Regions from separate parts of the Arabidopsis thaliana genome. Here region 1 is linked to region 2. The links are chromatin contacts, called in public capture Hi-C maps. All regions are on one chromosome and are shown on one strand. Each heading gives the region's core, a stretch centred on a gene start, on an enhancer-like site or on the middle of the called end of the contact. The rest is flanking DNA. Distances are from core to core; before and after follow the strand shown.

The links. Capture Hi-C pulls out chosen DNA fragments and counts their contacts.
Region 1: a contact with region 2 is called in a capture Hi-C map of shoot, with 5 times the contacts expected there. The contact joins the promoter of CPK31 here to the promoter of CRK39 in region 2. A contact is called at or near these places in 2 of 26 Hi-C or Micro-C datasets (leaf and rosette leaf) and 1 of 3 other capture datasets (shoot).

Annotation. Positions count from the first base shown.
Region 1 is chr4:2,382,780-2,386,614 of TAIR10.1, reverse strand. CPK31 (calcium-dependent protein kinase 31) reads left to right here and starts at 2,494. Exons shown (of 8, transcript NM_148230.3): 1 at 2,494-3,177; 2 at 3,506-3,649; 3 at 3,736-3,835. The coding sequence starts at 2,619. CPK27 (calcium-dependent protein kinase 27) reads left to right here. Exons shown (of 8, transcript NM_116708.3): 3 at 1-115; 4 at 323-435; 5 at 610-777; 6 at 858-985; 7 at 1,064-1,163; 8 at 1,247-1,577. The coding sequence ends at 1,339.
Region 2 is chr4:2,257,250-2,261,095 of TAIR10.1, reverse strand. CRK39 (cysteine-rich RLK (RECEPTOR-like protein kinase) 39) reads right to left here and starts at 1,598. Exons shown (of 7, transcript NM_116692.2): 1 at 670-1,598; 2 at 461-586; 3 at 247-380; 4 at 1-160. The coding sequence starts at 1,516.

The sequences.
Region 1 (3,835 bases), core at 1,245-3,744, 120 kb before region 2:
GAAATCGACTACAGCGAGGAACCATGGCCTCTTAGAGATTCAAGGGCAATACATCTTGTCAAGAGGATGCTTGATAGAAACCCCAAGGAACGAATCTCTGCTGCAGAGGTTCTTGGTAAGTTCCTTTCTTTCTCTTTTCAAGATTGTTCTAGAGCCAACACAAATATATATATCTGGATCCAAAAGAAGCTTCAAGGATCCAGAATTGTGCTCACTATGTTTGTGGAGGGCTTGTTTCCTCAAAAGAAATTCCATTGTTTAGACTATGTGAATATTGAAATCTTGTTCTTGTTTTGTCTGTAATGCTCCTTGTTGTATATAGGACATCCTTGGATGAAAGAAGGAGAAGCTTCGGATAAGCCTATTGATGGCGTTGTTTTATCCCGTTTGAAGAGATTTCGAGATGCGAACAAGTTTAAGAAGGTAGTTCTAAAGGTAAAGAGTGAACCATTCCCTATTCTTGCTACTACCTCCTAAGTATTATCTTAAACAGCTTACTAATATGTGATTTTCCTAGTCACTGGAAACATATCATACCCTGGGAAATGATCCATCTTCCTATCTTTGTCTATGAAGCATCGATTTATGATGTGTGTGTCTGATTTGCAGTTTATTGCAGCAAATCTATCAGAAGAGGAAATCAAAGGTCTTAAGACACTGTTCACCAACATAGATACTGACAAAAGTGGAAATATTACTCTTGAAGAACTCAAAACAGGTCTTACTAGACTTGGATCTAACCTCTCTAAAACCGAAGTGGAGCAACTCATGGAAGCTGTGAGTTGATTACTTATTGCATCGGACTTGTCTTTAAAGAAAAAATATAACTTTGTAACACATAATGATTAACTTCTCAGGCTGATATGGATGGTAATGGAACAATCGACATAGACGAGTTTATTTCTGCAACGATGCATAGATACAAATTGGATAGAGATGAACATGTGTACAAAGCATTCCAACACTTTGACAAAGACAACGACGGGTATGTTTCTTCCACTTTTTGCTTATTAGTCGAATAATGTTTTTGAACTAAAATGTGAAATGCTTGACAATACAATAGGCACATAACGAAGGAAGAGTTGGAGATGGCGATGAAGGAGGATGGTGCGGGAGATGAAGGTAGCATCAAACAAATCATAGCCGATGCTGATACCGATAATGTAAGTTGGTCAATACATCAAACATGAAACATCAGACCGGTTTTTTTCGAAACACTGTTAAGTAATGAACAACTCTGTTACAGGATGGAAAAATAAACTTTGAGGAATTCCGCACAATGATGAGAACTGAGAGCAGCTTGCAGCCAGAAGGGGAACTTCTTCCGATCATCAATTGAATAATACATATTTGCATGCTTTAAGGTATTGAATAATACATATTTGTATGGTTTAGTTTGATCTGTTTAATCCACATTTTTTGTTTGTCAAGGTTGTAAAATCCAATTAAAAAGAATTCATTCTTTTGGTATATTTGTGATTCCTTATAAAGTGTGTTGTAGTTTTATAGATACTTGACCTAAGGAATTGAGAAATACAAACATCAAAAATATTCAGAGAATTCAATAGAATATTTCGGACGCTCTACGTTTTAGGGTTTCTTTCACAATTTGCCTTGGCGTTTAAGGTAACCTAACTGAGAAAGGTTTCTTGTTATTCAATAAACCATCTCTCTGCTACAGCGAGTGTCAATGGCTCTCATCTTCCATTAGCGACGATGCATAGACACAGATTGGAACGAGATGAACATTTTCAGAAAGCATTGTTGATAAAGACAACAACGGTTTGCAGCCACAAGGGAAACTTCTTCGTATCCATTGATCATTAAGCTCTGTAATTGTTTCACTAAATAGTGGTTTTCCGGTTTTGGTAAACCCAAAGATTCAAAGCTAAACCGGAGAAAACAGAGGCCTTTTCTCTTGTAAATTTCTTGATCATTGCAAACCTTTCTAGCTGAAACAGAGTTTTTCTTTTGACCGAACCGAATGTACCGGACCGAAATATCCGAAACCGAATGGATATAAACCGAAATATTTTGGATAACCGAAAATATCCGAAATATAAATAAATTTCAAAAGTATTAGTTATTTCTAAACTAAATAAATAAAAATACTTGAGAATATATATAAAATAGTAAAAATATTCGAAAATAACCAAAAATTATCCTATTATCCGAAAATAACTGAATTATCCGACAATATTCAAAGTAAAATAACCGAATGGATACTATTTTTTAAGAGCAAAAGAACCGAAACCGAAACCTAACTTTCAAAATAACCGAATGGATTCTAAACTTTAGAACCGAAAAAAACGATAACCGAATGGATAACCGAACGCCTAGGACTGATAATATGAATTTAAATATTCTAAAGACCATTGACTTAAAGACCAAATCATTGTAAACCCTCTAGCTGCACCAGAGTGTTTGCTTTTGACCAACTATGTGAATTTAAATATTTTAAAGAACATTGACTTAAAGACCAAATCCACAAATGTACGAGTTCAGAATTGAGATGATGATTCTCCATAAACCTCCATCTTCTGAAATCTTACATTTTGACAATCTGACTTCCTCGAAGTTCATCTTCTTTAAACCAGAAAAGTCTCTGAAAACTCTCAATGGGTTGCTACAGCAGTAAGAACCTAAAACAATCAAAAAGAACCATTCTTGAGAAACCATTCGTTGACATCGGAAAGGTTTACATCCTCGGGGATGAATTGGGTCAAGGCCAATTCGGTATAACTCGAAAATGCGTTGAGAAGACTTCAGGTAAGACTTACGCCTGCAAGACCATTCTCAAGACGAATCTAAAGAGTAGAGAAGATGAAGAAGCCGTGAAGAGAGAGATTCGTATCATGAAGCATTTGTCTGGAGAACCGAACATTGTTGAGTTCAAGAAAGCTTACGAGGACAGAGATTCTGTACATATTGTTATGGAATATTGTGGTGGTGGAGAGTTATTCAAAAAGATCGAAGCTTTGTCCAAAGATGGAAAGTCTTACTCCGAGAAAGAAGCTGTTGAAATCATTAGGCCGATTGTGAATGTTGTCAAGAATTGTCATTACATGGGTGTGATGCTTCGTGATCTAAAGCCTGAGAATTTCTTGCTCTCCAGTACCGATAAGAATGCTACGGTCAAAGCTATCGACTTCGGGTGTTCTGTTTTCATTGAAGAAGGTTAGCTTCGAGATTCCTTTCTTTGATTGCCTTTGATTGGTTTTGGTACTGGAGTATGTTGGTTTGTGTCTTGTGTTTTAAATTTGGTGACTTTTGGTTCCTGTGCCTAGAGATTGCGACTCAAAAATGAGTTTAGAGGTTGATCTTTAATAGAATCCATCTTAGGAGTATATAAGAAATGTTTTGTATGTATAAGATTGGTCTTGCACAAGTCTCTTTAGTTTGAGAAAATTTGGTTACTTTGGTTCAAATGCGTATAGAGTTGGATTTGGTGACTCATACAAGAATCAGGTTTTGATGTATTTTTTGTCTAAACCAACAAAAACAGGAGAAGTACACCGGAAATTCGCTGGGAGTGCTTACTACATTGCTCCTGAAGTGTTACAGGGAAAATACGGTAAAGAAGCGGACATTTGGAGTGCAGGGATTATATTGTACATCCTACTCTGCGGCAAACCTCCCTTTGTGACAGGTTCAAACTTAAAAAGCTAACATAAATGTTCTTCTTCTTGGGGTTTGCTTTGTTATATATACGTATCTATTGTATGTATATTGTAGAACCTGAGGCACAGATGTTCTCTGAGATAAAGAGTGCCAAAATCGACGTTGACAGCGAATCATGGAAGTTTATAGATGTGAAGGCAAAACATCTTGTCAA
Region 2 (3,846 bases), core at 349-2,848:
TCTGTTCATCTCCTTCATTACAAAATCCAAGAAGCTTAACTAGATTCCTATGCTGGAGTCTTGTCAATAGCGAAACCTCATTCTTGAACTCTATATCTCCTTGTCCTGAACCTTTTGTTAACCTCTTCACCGCTACCTCTTGCCCGTTTAGTAATGTCCCCTGAAACCGGTCCACAAGATTTGTTATTCACCAAAGATCAAGATCAATCAAGAACTCATAATTAGTAAAACAAATGTTAGTACTACCTTATAGACCGTACCAAATCCACCTTGGCCAAGCGTATTTTCCGATGAGAATTCATCGGTAGCCGCTAAGACCATACCAAGATCAAACCGTAACATGAATTGACCATCAGAATCAGAGTACTCTGCACTTCCAACTAAAAGAAAAAACAAGAAGATATAAGACTTACTCTCTACATCATGTGGTTGATTGAAGCAAGAAATAATGTACACTTACCATTGATTTTGTTGTATGATTCTTTCCTACGTCCATAGACTTTGATATAGCCAATAAACACCAAAATATTAATGAAAGTAAGAACCACAACTATTGCAATAATTCCACCATATCCAATGCTTCTTCCTAAAAATCATCAAACCCCTTTTAGCCTAAGAACATCTTTATCATACTAACAAACTTAAATAAGACTCAAATCAATGTTTTACCTTTCTTTTTTGTTATAGAGCTCTCGTTTCCCTGAGCTTGAGGTCGAGGAGGCGCAGGAACTCTTGTTACATTATCAAAAGCACCATGGAAAGCATATAGATCCCACCTGAAAAAACAGCTCGGACGATAAACCTCGCCTCCTTGTCTTCCCCAAACCTGTTCTTTGAAAAGCGTCACGCATTCTCCCAGACATGTTTTGCAATCTTGGGAAGTTATGTCGGGTGTGCATTGCATCAGCATGTAAACATTTGGAAACTCTGTGAACTCGGCTTTTTCGGCACTATAGTACTTAAGTACCGAGGAAGTTTCAGCTTCTGTGGCAGACTCGACGGTCCGATTAGCCATTGCATTCCATTCTTGTTCGAAAAGAGTCATGTTTTTCGATGGCTCGATACTATTCGGACTTTGGTATCTAACAGAAGGTCTAAGCTCGAGGTTCCCAAAAGTTGAGTGGTTTGAGGTACTTACAAGACAAGAAACATTGTCTTCCTCGTCTTTGTCCCACGTGAATGAATCCACGCGGTTTAGACAACTCGTTGTCGTTAGTATACCCTGTATCGCACTGTCGACACACCTGATACAAGCTTGTTGCTCGTATCCTCTTCCGCAGAGAGCAACAGCATGAACTATGTTGGGACTTTTGCCGAGTGAAGAGTTGTAGAATCCACCGTTGGTGACGACTTTATTAGGAAGAGTAGAGAAGAGATCGCGGCGATTCTGAGCGTAGCTGCTATTACCGTTGAAGAAGCTTCCGGTACATCCGACGGCGTTAACGATTTCCACGTTTTGAAGGACAATAAGAAGAGAAGAAGCGATAAAGATCATCAAAACAGAGTATTTCCCCATATCTTTTTGATCATACGTTATTGTTACGAGGATAATCAATTACTATAGAGCTTTTGTATATTATAAGGTGACTTGAGACAACGAGTACACACTACTTGACTTGACAAAATGGTGTATTGGTCAGATTTTGTTACTACTAGGAAAGTACTCGGACATACGCGTAGGTTCTCATGTCCATATATGTATACAGAGATGTTCATGTTCAAATTTTATTATTTTATGTGTTTTCGTTGTATAGTTAGGATATAATTGAAATACGGTAAAACCTCTATAAATTAATAATACTGAAACCGAGAAAATTTATTAATTTAAAAAGGTATTAATTTATCGATTAATTAATAAATTTAAATTATAGAGAGATTTTACAAATTTTGTAACTTTTTACAAAAATTTAATCTAAAAGGTAAATGAGACCATATATTTATATAAGATTTTCAAAAAAATTATTATCTTATTAATATATTGATTTGTATCAATTTTTACATTGATCTCAACTCGGAACGGAAGAATTTATTAATTTATATAGTTATTAATTTATCGAGAAGTTTTACTATATATTTAACATAAAGTAATACGATATTGACAAAAGATAGAAAGAAAGTAGTATGATATGTTTGTTATCAATCCCATTTGACAAGTTTTCATTTGTGCGTTTAAAACAACTATAGTATACATAACTGCTTAGTAAATTGAGAATGTTTATTCCTATCAAAACATACATTTTACTCACAAAACCTTACTTTGGAAAGTAATTGCAAATTTACAAATAACTTTTCATAAGTGATATTGACTAGTGAGGAAGAAAAACAAAAATTAGCGATTTTCAAGTAGCCTTTTTTGTTTTGTCAAGTAGCATATTAGAAATGTTATAAATATTTCGTCGTAGTTGGCAACGGTGACCAAGTAAGTGTCTACGGTTCTTAGAAATTCCATGATTTTTTTTTTTTTTGTCATCGGTTTTGTTTTGAGCTCAAAAGAATCAATCTTGCGGAATATTGTTTACATAAGTGACATAAAACGATTTAGTACAAATTTTCGTGCCAAATTGTCCGTTTTAACATTTGCATTACAAAAAATTAAAGATAAAGAGAAGCTTGTGAATTCTTCCTTGTCGCTCTGAAAATCCTCCAAATATGCTGAAAACGCCGACTATTCGGTTGAGGAAAAAACTATCTTCACCAGGTCTGAACAGTATATAAAAAAGGCTACATCTTGGTTGTCGGCACCAATCATACACTTTATCGTCCAGAGTAGAGTTTCGACTTCGGTGTAAAGTAAAAATTCCATGATTGATAATGAATAATATTAGGTTCCAAGTACACTAATACTTTTTTTCTTTTTTTCTATATTTTTTTTCTGAAAATACTTTTATGGGTGAATTGGAAAACTAACTAGTTTTCAACACTAAATTAAGAAAATAGCACTATAATTCTAGAAATTAAGAAACTAACATATGAGAACTGGGAAATATCCACTTTATTCTTATTTAACAGACCTTTTTCCTTCATCATCTTCTTCGTTGCTTCTTCTCTTCTCCCCAATTCAATAAAAAATTTCCAGAAAAATTAACTTTTTTTTATCTCAATCCATTCTAATTACAAACATCTATTGATTTAAAAAAATTAAACCCTAAGGATGATACTTTATATGAACCCAAACAAAAATAATTAAACTAAATGAAATCATCTCAAGTTTCAGTTTTTAGAAGTCTGAAAAAATCATGTTTATATACTCTTAATCTCTTTTCTCCTTTCTTAAATCGAATTGAAATCGATTCGATTTTGGGTTTAAATTTGTGTTAAGGAGATATTGATCAAACCAGAAAATATTCAATTAGATCTGGTGAGTCTTCGTATTTGTTTTCCTTAGTTCTAGCAAATAGAATGTAACAAAATTGAAAGTAAAATAGAAAACTATAGTTTTGTTCTGTTTTAATGAAGGCGATATAGAAAAAAAGAGATGAGATGCCAGAGATAAGAGGTGAGAGGTGAGAGGTGAGAGGTGAGAAGGGTAAAGTGGTCTTAATATACAAAATACAAAAAATATCACAACAGCTTTTTTTTTTAGGTTAGTTTCTTAATTATTAAATTTTTTTGGTTATAGATCCAAATTTCTCTACCTTTATTCCTATTTTTATTTAATAAGATATATACATTTTTTTTATAATTATTTTCTTTACTTTTAATTTCTTTTCTATAAAATAAATAAGTATAGTTGTGTTATAATGTTTTAGTAAATTTATATTTTATTTGATAAGATATATTTATCTTCTTACCACACAATATGGTCCATTAAAAAGTTTATTTATGAGCCTTTTCTGAAAGTCCTTG